Linked DNA regions of Hordeum vulgare: region 2 is linked to region 1. A link is a contact called in public Hi-C data. All regions are on one chromosome and are shown on one strand. The core of a region is the stretch at or near the end of the contact, and the rest is flanking DNA. Distances in the headings are between cores, read along the strand shown. Region 1 has its middle 62 kb from the start of LOC123444724. Region 2 holds the start of LOC123444724 (probable serine/threonine-protein kinase PBL1).

The links. A called contact is a pair of places that touch in the nucleus more often than the background predicts.
Region 2: a contact with region 1 is called in a Hi-C map of leaf, with 7 times the contacts expected there. The contact joins the promoter of LOC123444724 here to the enhancer-like site in region 1. A contact is called at or near these places in 3 of 6 Hi-C or Micro-C datasets (leaf and seedling).

What each region holds. Positions count from the first base shown.
Region 1 is chr3H:530,224,378-530,231,353 of MorexV3_pseudomolecules_assembly, forward strand. No RefSeq gene overlaps it. Among protein-coding and RNA genes, the nearest start is that of LOC123444724, 62 kb to the right of the region's middle. Within about 2 kb of position 2,569, at least 3 of the 3 cell types and tissues checked have open chromatin away from gene starts, as enhancers often do. A contact at or near this core is called in leaf and seedling, where this site is marked.
Region 2 is chr3H:530,286,954-530,293,929 of MorexV3_pseudomolecules_assembly, forward strand. It overlaps LOC123444724 (probable serine/threonine-protein kinase PBL1), which reads right to left and starts at 3,227. Exons shown (of 5, transcript XM_045121543.1): 1 at 3,025-3,227; 2 at 1,430-2,083; 3 at 334-591; 4 at 95-214. The coding sequence starts at 2,062.

The DNA of each region.
Region 1 (6,976 bases), core at 1,319-3,818:
ACAAGTATTTCCAGACGAAAGGAGTGCCCATTTATTTTCTTTTCGAAACTGCCGGGAACAGATCTTGACTCGCATGAAATTAGCAAAAAGCCCAGCGGCAAGACGATAGCCGATAGGGGCCGGAAGGAATCATGCAAAGGGGAAACAGACATAAAGGAAAAAGGGGAAAGGAATGTGTGGACCTGTCCTGACCAACACAGTAGGAGGGCCAGCATTGTTTCACCTCACCTCACGTATCATCATACAGGCTCTCAAAGGCTTTATCGAGCACATGGGGATCGATCGGGGAACACATCCGCAACGCAGAATCATAAAAGTAATAACCTGAAAGAAAAAAAACAGTAGTGAATTCCACGCCGTGATGATGTGCTCCATAGGGTCAAAGTCCAACCACTGATGAGAGATCTGATACTGCGCTTGTACGTAGCTAAGCATAGGAGTTTAGGCTAATTGCTGCGATCAGACAGTTTAGCGAGGAACAGACCTGTCAGTATCAATAAGAAAACTCAATGCAACTATGCAAGACACAGAAAGTGTACTTGTGATGCCTCAAGGAGAGGATCATGAACCTTGCCATCTGGAGTTTAGAAGCTCATCAAAGATGAAGATTGTTTCGCAAAACTTGAACTGCTTTGGCACAAAGCAACTACTCTGTTCCTGAAAAAAATCACTCTGGAGTCTGGAGTATTAACCAGTTGTGATTAAGAAACATCTTTAACTGTATCTGTTTGAGGCAAGGTTAATAGTGTCGTGTACTATCACAGAGACCATATGATAACAGGAGCATATAGAAACTTCCAAGATACTGTATCATTTCACACTGCCAAGCCCCTACTGTGTCCCCTGATGGCAGGATCTCTGTGCAGAGTATTACCGCAACTTTATCACCCCAATCTATATCCCGACCACCATTGTTGTTATTCAGATGTCGCAGAAAAAACATTTACTTACATTAAGTCCTGAGCTGGTCTCTTTCTTTTTGTCTTGTGATCTGGGTTCTGAATACCACTTCATCATCCCTGTAGCAATCAGATCTCCCATTTGCAACAGGTCCACACAGCCTCACCAGAAGCACAGCGAAAACATAGTCAGCATGTATTGGCTTGGCTCTGCACCGTGATCTGCTGAAATGTTGTTTCCAGTCTGAAAATTGTTGCTCAACGTGTAGGACATAGTATATTTATTGCTCAATGGTACCTTCACTTGGCAATGGACATTACAGAATCATTGGCAATAGCTGACGTGGTTTTAGTTCAAATTCAACTTAAAACCACGTCAGTTATTTCCGAATGGAGGTAATATTTTTGAGTGCAAAAGGGGAACAAGAATATTTCCCATGCTCGATATTCATCTCTCATCCAATATGCATTTTCTTTAACCGGGCATAACCCCCTTCCATTAACTGAATAACGGAAATACAACACTTCAGAAGCAGAATAAGGTGGAGACGGGAGAACGGAGAGCGAGTTCAACACATCACCGAAGAGAGTTCAACGCATCACCAGGAAACCCACTGCAGGTGCTCGTCATAGAAACACCCGCTGCAGGACGAAAACTCGACAACACCATCATCTATCCTACCAACAGTTTAGACACTCGCACAGGAGCAAAAGTGTGTATCACCCACGCAGGAGCAGACCAATCAGTACCAACTAAACAACCACCAAAAGAAGACAGGCTAAAAACGATGCATCGAGCAACCCAGAAGCTCAGGTAGCATCACCCTGCACAGCCGCACAGCTCCTCGTCATGTTCTTCGCGTTGTTCCTCAGCATTACGGCACCTCTCTTCAGATCTTCCCCATCACCATGCTTCAGCATTCCTGCCCGATATGCAAATTGCAGATAACGCTAGCAGTTTGTGGTGTCAATTCAGAATCATAAGAATGTATATCCTTGTAAGAAACATAGTTGATTTATAGATGTGAAACCATCCTTTGCTTCAGACATTTTTTTTTTTTTTGAAATGTTAGTTATCCTGCATTCATTAAGAAGAAAAGATTTGTTCAATTAATTTAGAAAAATCGAGCGAAAACCAAGTTGTCCAATTCATTTATTAAGAACCGGGCGAAAACTATCACAACCGCTGGACGACACGTAGAAAAAATCTCGCTCACACCATTCCAAAAAGGATCTTGTCAAGACAGCACGCAGGCGTCATCGCTCCTCCCCTAGAGGTGTCACCGCCATCCCTAAACTCTGAGCAACGACTCTAACTTCATCATAGGCGATCGTCAATTCAACTCACACTCAAGGGGTCATGCGAAAAGGCATGAAGGCCCACGCCAAATCCAGCCACCAGTGACCAGACAGAGTAAACAACAGTAGTATCTCCCGAGCCGCTCCGGAGGCCCCCTCACCCCTGAACCCTAGTCTACACCCAAGCCGCGATCTCTTGCTGCCGCTGCTGTCGGCGACTGCGGCGGCAGCCGTCCCATCCACTCGACGGTGGGCACAAGGTGCTCTCGGCGGTGCTTCATGGAAGGAGGTGGAGCGCAGGTGTAGGTCAAGGGCGGCGCCGTCAGCCGGTCAAGGCCTGGTGTCCTTTATCGGGAGATGGGTGAGGAGACGGCGGCGCGGGGACCTCCTATACGACGCATTTTGCGTCGTATAAGAACCCGACGCAGAGGGGACTCGCTAACTAGGCCGGCCCACACGGTGAGAGGTGAAAAATGGTGAACGCGGAAAAGTAGAGTTGGTGGGATTCAAACCTGCCACCATCCCACTCATTTGTGCTAGTGCTGCTAGCCAGAGCGACTTCCCAGTTGTACTGATGTAAGTACAACATGATACTAGAAGACCTAAATACAACCGCAAAACATAACACTTGAAAACAAACATGAAAAGATTTCCAAAAAATGAAGCAAAAACTTGTACTTCCCAACAGTCTTGACAAACATAACAAATTTTCCAAATTTATGAATAGATTTTAATTTTTCACAAAAAATAGAAATCCCGAAGATTTTTTGAATTTAGAGAACAAAATTTGAACATGGTTTTTTATTCAAATCGCAAATATTTATGAATTTAGAGAACAACATTTTTAAATCAAAAACAAAATTTGATCATGGGAACAAAAAATGAAAAATTCTGAACATTTTTTAATTTATATATTTTTCTTTAAAATCGAGATCAACAATTTAACATGGGAATTAAAAAACCAAAACCAATTTTTTTTTTAATTTAGAGAACAAAATTTTGAGATTAAGAATAAATCTTGAAATCCAGAACATTTTTTCAATTCTAGAGAACAAAATTGAACAGGATTTTTTTATTAAAATCCCGAATATTTTTGAATTAAAAGAACAAATTTGTGAATTCAAGAACAAAAATTAAACCTGGTAACAAAAAAATAAAAATGTCGAATGTTTTTAAATTTGATATATTTCTTTAAAAACAAGACCAACAATTTAACATGGGGACAAAAAAAATCAAAATAGAAGATATTTTCAGAATTTATAGAAGAAAATTCGAAGTAAAGAGCAATTTGAAAATCCCAAAACAATTTTGGAAATGCGAACAATTTTTAGATACCTAAAAATGGAAACATTTTCGAAAACTTAAAAATTCTATAGGTAAAATGAATTTCGATTATTTTTTGAAAAGACACTGTCCAAATTTCTGAATATTTGAACATTTTTAGGACCTCTGAACATTTTTCTCAATTTCTGAACAACAGGTACCTTTTATGATATTTGGAATAGTATTTTTTAAAATGCGAACAATTTATAACTTTCTAAAGATTTTATGGACAACAAAATAATCATAAAAGAAAATTGAAAAACAAAGAAAGAAAATAAAATAAACAGTTAATAGTATAAACAGAAAATCGAAAAAAGGAGAAAAAATAGAACAGAAAAAATAATTGTTCAGAAACCATTTAGAAGTTTTTCAAAATAATAAAAAACCGGATGAAAACCTCTAGAAAGTATCCAAAACCCGAAATGCTAAGACGCTTAAATGGGCCGGCCCAATTCTAACAATCGCTGGATTTTCCTACGCGAAACTGTGACATTTTGCTGTAAAGCGCGTCAAATAGGGATGTCCGCTACGCCGTCGGTGGACGTTCTGGTCATGTTGTTGTTTTTTTGAGGCGGTCTTAGAGGAAATCCAATTCGGGTTTTGGGAGCATATGTTCCTTCCCATTAAAAATGTTTTTCGTAAATGTAAAAAAAGTTGATGTGCTCTTTGTCATACTCAAATTCTACCTGCAATTTTTTAGTGAAAAATCATAAGCATTTTGAGCTGGGCGAAAAAAACAAATCAAACGCCGAATGTTACCAGGAAATGTTATATTTAATTTTGTTTTTTTACCGACCAAGTACCGCTATCCTGTTTGCATGAAAATAATAAAGCACGCTTGTTAGGCTAAAATAAACATCCACACAAAAATTCAGATTTTCTAAAATGTATTTATTATTTGCTTTGAATTTACTATTTATCAGGAAGCATATGCTCTCAAGAGCCAAAACGGTCGGTTTTTCCCGCACCAAGACGAAGATCTGCTTACTGTCTACTTCTGGCCAGGAGCGGTGTGTCTCGGAGGGCTCCGCAGGTGAATTCCATTGGGCGGCTCATGCCTGGAGATTGCTCGATTGAATGAAACTTGATCACGCGCACCCATGTTTTTCTACCGTCTGGTTTTAGAGGGGGTGTTGCGAAGCTCTGCTATTTGCTACCATCATGGGGCATGTCTTTGTTCTTCTATGATGAAGTTAGATGCGGAGAATGTCACGACAACCAGGATATCAGGACCGGTAATGGTGTTTTGTGACTTGAAGCAGCGGCATGGTACGTGGAGCGATAGCACTGGAGAAATTCAAATTTTATCTTGCAGGATGAAAATTTAAGGTCTGATCTTAATTGGTTGTGCCTGACAATGGCCTTGTTAAAGGCATTGTTTTGTGAGTAAGAATTCTCTTCAGGAAGAAAATATATGATGTATGATCCGACGACAGCGACAGTTTTGCACTGTTTTTTTTTCTTGGAGACATCTCTTTTGAAAAGAAGCTATCCAAAATCCTAAACATTTGAACATTTTTTGAACCTCTGAACATTTTTCCAAATTCTTGAAAAATAGGAACATTTTATGATATTTGGAATAGTATTTTAAAAATGCAAACATTTTATAGTTTTCTAAAGATTTTTTGGAAAATCAAATAATCATGAAAGCAAATTGAAAAACAAAGAAAGAAAACAGGAAAGAAAAGAAAATAAACAGTTAATAGAATAAACAGAAAATCAAAAATAGGAAAAAAACAGAACAAAAAGAATGACGGTTCAGGTACCATTTAGAAGTTCTCCAAAACCATAAAAAACCGGATGAAAACATTTAGAAAGTGCGTTACAAGGAATAGATCACTTTAGCGGGACTTTATTTTTTTCTTAAAGACGCTGATTTTGAAGAAGCTGGACTTCCGCTGCTATAAGGAATAGAAACTGCTCATAGAATGATCTGTTTCCATTATGTCCTGTGTAGAAGTGTGAGTAGTGTCAACATTTTTTTTTGAAAATACATCAATGAGGTACCATATTTTTATAGAAGAGAGAGAAAAGAATTACAGGAACTTGCTAACGATGTGAGCATCACAGCAGGTAATACAACTCAACTCCCACACCAAAAGAAACTAAACCTACTCTCTCACAAAACGATTTAGGACACCAACTCCTAGTCATGCCTCTTTCCACTCGCGAATTTCCTTCCTAATTTGATCATGCACTTGGATATATGTTTTGAATTGTTTCAGACGGTTGAAAACCCTTGCGTTCCTTTCTTTCCAAAGCGACCATGCCACTGCAATGACAAAAGTGTCGAAGCCTCTCTTGTTGGCTCCGTGGAAGGTCGCTCCGTCTTGAAGCCACCCGTCCAGGATGTGGTCTTGCGATTCCGGTCTTCGCACATTAGTGATTAGAGAGGTCAAGCACGATCCCATAGTTCTCTTGCATAGCTGCACTTGATGTGAATGTGCTCCGGATTATCCTCGTCTTGGAGACATATGTAGCATACGGAAGGACTGTCTTGCAACCCTTGTCTCGCACGGCGATCAGAGGTCTAGATCCTGTGTGGCACAGCGAGCCAAACATGGATTTTGCATTTCAGGGGTGCCCAGCTGCGCCAAATACACGCAACAAAAGGAACCCGCTGCAGGCCTTGGCAGAGTCTATCGTAGGCTGATCTAGCAGTGTATGAACCTGATGTGACGCTAGGCCACTCAAAGGCGTCGGGGGTGGTGGGATCTCTTTGAACCGTGGCGATCGCCTGCTGCAGGTGGATGAGCTGAATATGCGTCGAGAAATTGAGGTCTTCGTGCATGTCGCTGACCCAGCCAGAGTCACTCAAGGCATGTTGGATGGTGCGCCTGTTTATGGTACGTTGATCAGCAAGGCAAACCACCACGGGGTGATCTGAGGAGCAGTGAATCCATGGATCCATCTATCTCGCCAGAAAAGTGTCCGCGTTCCGCACCAACAGAGGTCTTAACCAAGCTGTCAAACACCTGTCGTGCCTCCTTGTCCAAGAGCTGGGGGATACCTTGCCAGGGTTTTCTGAGGCCCGATCTGCGTAGCCATTCCCACCTCTCACACGCAGAGTAAGGGCTTGAGCTTCAATTCTTTCACTCCAAGGCACCGTAACTAATCGGATGGCATATATTCTTTCAAGCAACAAGGCACTGACCTCCATTGACTTTATCCTGTGCCTTCCAGAAGAAAGCTCTCATCCATTTGTTCAACTCTTCGTAAACCCACATCTGGCATTGAGGACCATTAGGTAATGAATTGGTCTAGCAGACATGACAATTTTGACGAGGATTAAACGTCCAGGTTTTGTGACAAGTCCTCGCTGCCAAGCCGGTACCGCTTTCTTAGCTCGATCAAGCATCGGCTGCCATTCGCTTTTAGTGAGTTGGTGAATCGCCGGTTGGATTCCAAGATACTTGCATGGAAATTCTTCAATGCCGCATTGTAACATCGCAGCT
Region 2 (6,976 bases), core at 1,977-4,476, 63 kb after region 1:
GGAACATGCTGTGTGAACCTATAACCTATAAGGCAGTTTGTGATTCCACGACAAAGAACTTCTACCATGTTTTCAAATTTCAAAAGGAACTTACCACAGATGCCTTGGATCTTTCCTCGTCAGAATTGAAGCCAACACAACCATATCCCGACAGCTTTGCAGTGAAATCTTTCTCTATTTGGATGTTTGACGTTGAGAAGTCATCATACATTGCCTGTAAATAGAAATGCATGTTAAAATATGTAAGAAATAACTATCAAACAAAGTGCAACAGAACATGGTAACTTCACACCATAACTTCTTGGTCGTGTCAAAGGGTTTGGATCAAGTTACCTGAAAGGGTCCTTCATCGTGTAGGAAAGCTAGACCTTTAGCAGCACCAAGGGCAACCTTCAAACGTGTAGACCAGTCCATGAAACGACCTTCCGGTCTTCCAAAGAGTAACCTGTCTAAACTGCCATGATGGAGCCGCTCATAGACCAACATCCTTTCATTAGATTCTTCTCTTGCGTGATAGCCGATGAGTTTACATAAATTGGGATGTTGAAGTGATGCCAACGTATTTACTTGTGCCTTAAATTCTTTGAAACTCTGCAGAGTGGTGAAAAATATATTGCATCAGTGCCTCATTAGTCAAATTTCAAATATTACAACAGGATGGTCCAAGAAACATAGTAGCCATGGCACGTACGTGGCAATTTCTCTAAAATGGTGAAAGGTGTCCAGTTATCTAGAAGGTCTAACCGACAATCTCAGAGTACTAATTTTTTTGGAGATTCCTTAAATGTTGACATCCAGTAAAGCTGGACCGGACATTACCAAGGATCATTAGGCAAAGGCATACCTTGGAGAAAGTAAATCTCCACTAAATCGCTTGCAAGAGAAAGCATGAAACACCACCTCCCAAAAGAACATTGCTAGTGAATGAACAGCTCACAAGTGATAAAGCCAAGATTGATCATGAAGGGTTACAAATATCTCATAGTGAAGAGAACAAGGACGATCAAACACATTGTCTGCCTTCAAAGCGTGCTACCTAACCCACCGATGTTATGCTCCTAAGTTGTATTTACAAAATTAAAATCAGCCTTTTTCTACAGGGGGCAGAGTTGCATCAATAAGCATAGGTCACATGCCTAGATGTAAACAGCAGGCAACGCTAGCCTAAGTTCAGCTTTGTAAACAGAACAGATACTGCAAACGTGATACATCCATATTGGATAGGCAAATTTCTCCAAGTCATCACATGGAAAGAAGAAAAATAGTAGGCATGCCAGAAAGTGAGTTGGCGAACAGGCCAGACTAGCAAAACTATGAGGGAAATCTCCATGGCTCATAATTGATCTAGCAAAGCTATTTGCAACCCCTGACCTTAACATCCAAAATAAGAAGGGAAAGTATAACCATGAAACTTGATAGAGAACAGTACCTGATTGGAAGGGAGTAACCTGGCTACTATTGCTTCCATCTTCTTTGGTTCAACGAAATCATCCCTGAACAATGCCTTGTATGATGTCGAAGTCAGAGTTTCTGAGACACGATGATCGCCAGAAAACCACTGGCAAGCAGTGGAAATCTCATCGTACGAGAAGTTCTTAAGCCCCTCGGACCTCTTTGGAGGCAGTGGGAGAGGACCTGAAACTTCAAGTGGCCCACTTGCATTGATAGCCTTGAAGCTACCAAAGTTCCTCAAAGAACTGCCTTCTGGTGAGGGAAGAGGAAGCGGCAGCGGATTTGAAAAACGATGCGCCTTAATAGCTCCTCCCTTGCCCCTAGAGTCATCCTGATCATCGAACTCAGCATATGGAAGGCCATCCTGATCAACCAGAATCAGGCTCGAGGGAGCAGACAGCACACGTGCCCTGCTGTAAGAGACTTTATTGGCCGATTGGCAGATCTTTGCCCTGTCCCTGAAACTAGGAGGCGCTGACTGCAAAGATGGCACATGAGCTTCGGGCTCTGGAAGTCTAAGGGATGTATCCCTTGCATCGCCCTGCTTCTTGCTTGCAACAAGAGGGCTCTTCTTCTTCTTGGACCTCAGGCCAGTGAAGCAGCCCATCATATGCACACCGAGGAAAAGATGCTGCAGAATTTGAAATAGATTGATGAATTAGCTTTTATATAGCAAAAGTAACTGGTCCTGCATTGCATTACAGCGGTTAGCAGTTGGCAACACACACACACACAGAAAAGTTGTGGTGTACCGCAACTGTGTTGCTTAAAGATAAATCCAGTACGCCTAGGCTGCAAAAAGGCACCAAGCAAGAGCTTGCACGAGCAGCCAACTTAGCTATGGTTTCTTTTCGTCAAGTACTGTACAACAAGTAGATCATGTTACTTCTACCGTCCCAAGAACTGATCTACCCAGGCACCAGCCAGGACCAGAGAGAGATACTACGTGGCCTGGCTGGTTCGACGCATTGGTCCATAGACGCCACATTCAATTTCCAAACACCGTCCATTATTAATTTCGTCCCCGATGCAGGTTTCGCAGAAATTGCGCATGCCCACAGCAGCAGCAGCAGCAGCTACTGCCACCAGGCACCAACTCGAAAGGAACGGAGTTGAATGGTCAGAGCTCTCACCTAATCTGGCCAAATAACAAACTGGGTCAAGAGACCGGCTAAAATAAGCAACCACGCTCAGCTAGGTAATTGACCCCACCAAACCCAGCCAAGAACCAGCCGCCCCGGATTAACCGGGACATTTGACCAGCACGCGGTCGTAATGGCTAATGAGCCGCAGCTCATGGCCGGCGGGCTGAAAATCGCCAAGGGGGTGTCACCGGGACGCTCAAAGGCGTCGCATTTCTCGCTCTGAAATCAGCATGCACGCCGAATCCCGAGCCTCCGTCCCCCGGAATCTACAATGCGAGGGGCGCGGGCGAGGAAACGGTCAAACGTGCTAGCGGCGCCTTTGAGCCGGCCCAATGGGGAGAGATCCAGGGGCATGGCCGACGACAAGGGGCCGAAGAGCAGCCGCAGCGAACGGAGCGAAGATGGAGATGAGGAACCAAGATCGTACCTGGACCGAACGCTCCGCGGCGGGACCTGACTGGGCCGTTCCGGCGCCTGCGAGTGGGAGGGGGCTCGCCCGCTCGTCCCTCGGGCGTCTGGGAAGGGAGGGGAGGGGAGGGAGGACGGCGGGGTGCAGACGAGGAGAGCGAATGGTGGGGCGAGGAAGGATATAGCAGGAGGAGCTGCCGAGAGGGGGGGGAGAAAAGTAAAGAATGGAGGTGAGAGAGGAGGGATGGAGTAAGAAGAAGCGGCAGCAGGGTCGGGTGGGCACTGGTCAAAGCCGGAGATGTGGCGATAGCAACCCCGAGGCGAGGCGGCTTTCTGTATTCCACCCTGTGAGCGCCGCATTTTCCAAACCGCCCCCCTTGATTCTCGGCCGCAGAAATGTGTTTGGGGGTGTTTTTCCTGCTTGATGGACCCTTGTTTTGTATTTTACCCCTCGGTGGTATTACTCGCAGTTTTGGAGCTGGTGAAAGCGTGAAAAATAGGTTAGCCACCCAAAAGCGTTTTGAATCCCGGAGTCCATGGGAGCCAGTATTTGGAATTACAGCCTCAAAAAATGGTTTCTTTCGCAAATACATGCGTATGTAAACTATTTCCTCCGTTTTTAAATATAAATTATTTTAAAAGTTTTCATAAAAGGATTATATATGTATGTACATAGACATACTTTAGAACGTAGATTTATTTATTTTGTTTTTTTGTAGTCCCCTAGTAAAATATTTAAAAAAGACTTATATATAGGAATGGAGGAAGTATGTATGTATAAATTATCATTACAGATGCAAGAAAAGGTAAATATGTGCCTAAACTTTTATTGATTCATAATTTATGTTCCTTCGGTTCTTACCTTCCTAAGATTATGTGTAGGTTACTGATGCATGTTAAACACCTGTCAAAAACCAAAACCAAAATGAAAAAATATCTTGAATTGAAAAGGTTCTAATGGAAACGGGACATGTTTTCATGCAGAACAGCTCACCGAAACAAAGAACGGAAACAAAAATTAAGTGAATGAAAGAACCACTCTAGGGAAATCGAAACATGTCTTCATGTTGAACACACGGCAGAAACAGAAATGGAAACGAGAAATTCGTTAATGGATACAACAATCTGGTGGAAACAAAACGTGTTTTTGTGTTGAACGCACGGCGAAGACAGAAATGGGAACGAGAAATTTGTGAATGGATAAAACACTCTAATGGGGAACAGAACATGTTTTCATTTTGAACACCCATCGGAAACAGAGACGAGAAATTCTTTAATGGAAAAGACATTATAGTGAAAACGAAACATGTTTTTATGTTGAACACTCGACGAAAATTGAAACGGAACCAAAAATGTGTGAGCTGTAAGATATCCTAGTGAAAGCAAAACATGGCTTAGTACTGAAAATATGGTAGATACAGAAACAGTAATAAACCTTCGTGAATGGGTAAAACGCTCAAGTGAAAACGATACGAGTCGTGGTTTTGTCACGGATGTGCTCGTGAAAAGACTTACGTGTGAGGCCATCTCACCTAAGTGGCGGCTTGAACGGGGTTGATCGAAATCGAGAGATGCGGGTTTACCCAAGTTCTACCCCTTCAATGGAGGTAAAAGCTCACGTCCTGTATTCGATGTTTATTGATGATGCTCTCGATTACAAGGGTGCACAATTGCTATGTAGCTCTCAAGGGTTTCTAACTTATCCTTTCTACCTCACGTGCTCCCCTTTATATATATATATAGTTGGAGGCCCTGAGATTACAACAGTGTCCAGGTCGTATTACAACTCATGACTTATTCCTCCTACTCACTTGGGTGAGGGAGAATCTTCATGTCTTTCCTCATGAGTCGTCCCGCCACGTGATGGACCATGAGCCGGCCTCTTCGTCTAAGCCGCCTCCTGGTCCTTCGTGTTTAAGGGCCTTCAGCCCAAGTTATAACCGAGGCGGGTTACCTGTTGGGCGGGTCAACCCATGGGGTATATCCACAACATTATCCCCTAGTTTAATTTGGATTTATCCATGTTAAACTTCGTCCTAAAAAAGAAAGAACCTCAAAGGCGAAGGTTTAAGTCATCTTCAATTTTGAGTCGGTAATCTTCTTCTTGAGAAAAACTTCGCCTGGGTCAACATTTTGCCGGGTTATCTGCCTTGTTTAGGGCTTTGTATTTTATCACCGTTGTTATCATGACATCATCCCGCGAATCACTCACGCCATCAAGTCATCATGGCGAATCTTTTCAAGTAGTGCCCAAATCCCCATCAGGCGGGGAAATCGAGGCGTCTTGTTAGCTGCAAATTATTGCGTGTGTTCTATTTTTTACTGCACCGCTTCGCGTCTCGTCTTATTATAAATGGACTCTCTAGCCTCTAGTTTAACCTTTTCATCTCCTCTTCTTCCTCTCGCCTCCAGTGCTTCTCTCGAGCTTCGCCGGCGCCGCCCTTCCACCGGTGATTCCGCCCTTGCGCAGTTGCCATCGGAGTTCATCTTCATCACAACACAATATTCCCAGAAAGTGGTCGTCATCAACTCTCCTCTGCTCCAAGCTCTGTGAGCCCCATTAGTGCCCTAGGTCATCACTAGTTGTCCATAGTTCATCGTCATTTCATCACATGCTCCATAGGTCATAGTTATAGATCTATAACCACTTCTCACCCATCGTATGGTGTAATTTCACCACCGTCGTCGCCTCGCAACTTTTGTAGATCCATAGCAGATTTATCTTCAATCCTTGTAGATGCTCTGTTTTGGTAGCTCTGCTATCAAGAGCATATTTTTCTTCCTTTTTGTGTATTATTTAGATCCATTTGTTCTGCCACTTCGATAGGAAGTTGTTTGTTGCTTCAAAAATTTGCGCTAAGTCCCCTGGATCTCAAGTTTTCACCCATTAACCGGCTCTAGCTGATAGCTTGTGAGATGACCGGCTCAATATATTTCACCCTTTTGACCGGCTTGTCTTGTGAGTTTTTTTTTTACCGGCTACTGTAGGGAAAACCCCCACAACCTTTTTTCTTTTATTCCCATATATAAGAGCAGTATGTACAAGGAGAAAATAGAATGTACAAATGGGATGAGGAGCTAAGGCTACAAACCTCAAGGAGGCAAAAAGGAAACCCATTTAAGGAGATCATCCCTGAAACTAGCCTTAATCCTATGAGCTAACAGGGAAATGTCATGGATGAAGCCAGATCTCCATTTTCTGAACTTTGGCTGCTCCTGGTTAAAGACCTTGGCATTTCTGACAGTCCAGATGTTCCAACATGCAGTGAAGATCCTCGTATTCCGGCATTTTTTTCCTTCGCGACTTGTTTCTTTGCAGCGGTACTATCAGTCACAATGCCCCCCAAAACCATCAAAATTGTCGGTTGGGTCAGATCTAGGGCATCACAACTCACTCTAGAAGAGCTCGTGGCCCAAGGGCTTCTGCTGGCTCAAAACAAGATCGAGTGGCGGGTTCTTGAAGAAGAAAATTCTCCTCAACCCAAACAAGGGGAAATAGTCATCTTTGGTGATCATCTGCTCACGGGTTTTCGATCGCCCAGGTTGAAATTATTCAGGGATTTACTCCACTTTTTCCAGCTCAGGCCCCAAGACATTGGCCCAAACTGCATGACCAATATTTGTCAGTTCCAAGTGCTTTGTGAGGTTTACCTTCACATTGAGCCGACTATAACCCTATTCAAGTAGCTTTTCAACATCAACCACCACACATAAGTGAAGAATGGCACAAATGTTAAGCTTGGTGGGATCACCATCCAAAAAAGAAAGAATAGTCCTCTCCCTGAATCCAAATTGGCGAGTCATCCTAAAGGTTGGAGCGCCCCCTTGTTTTATTGCAAAGATACCTCTCCAAATGGCCAACATTCTCTGTCGGGTTATAGAGTTGACCGACTTAATGCTACTAGTGAATTACTGGATTGGCCAAGCGATGAAGAGCAAAAATAGTTGTCAGCTACAAGCTTGAGACTGGA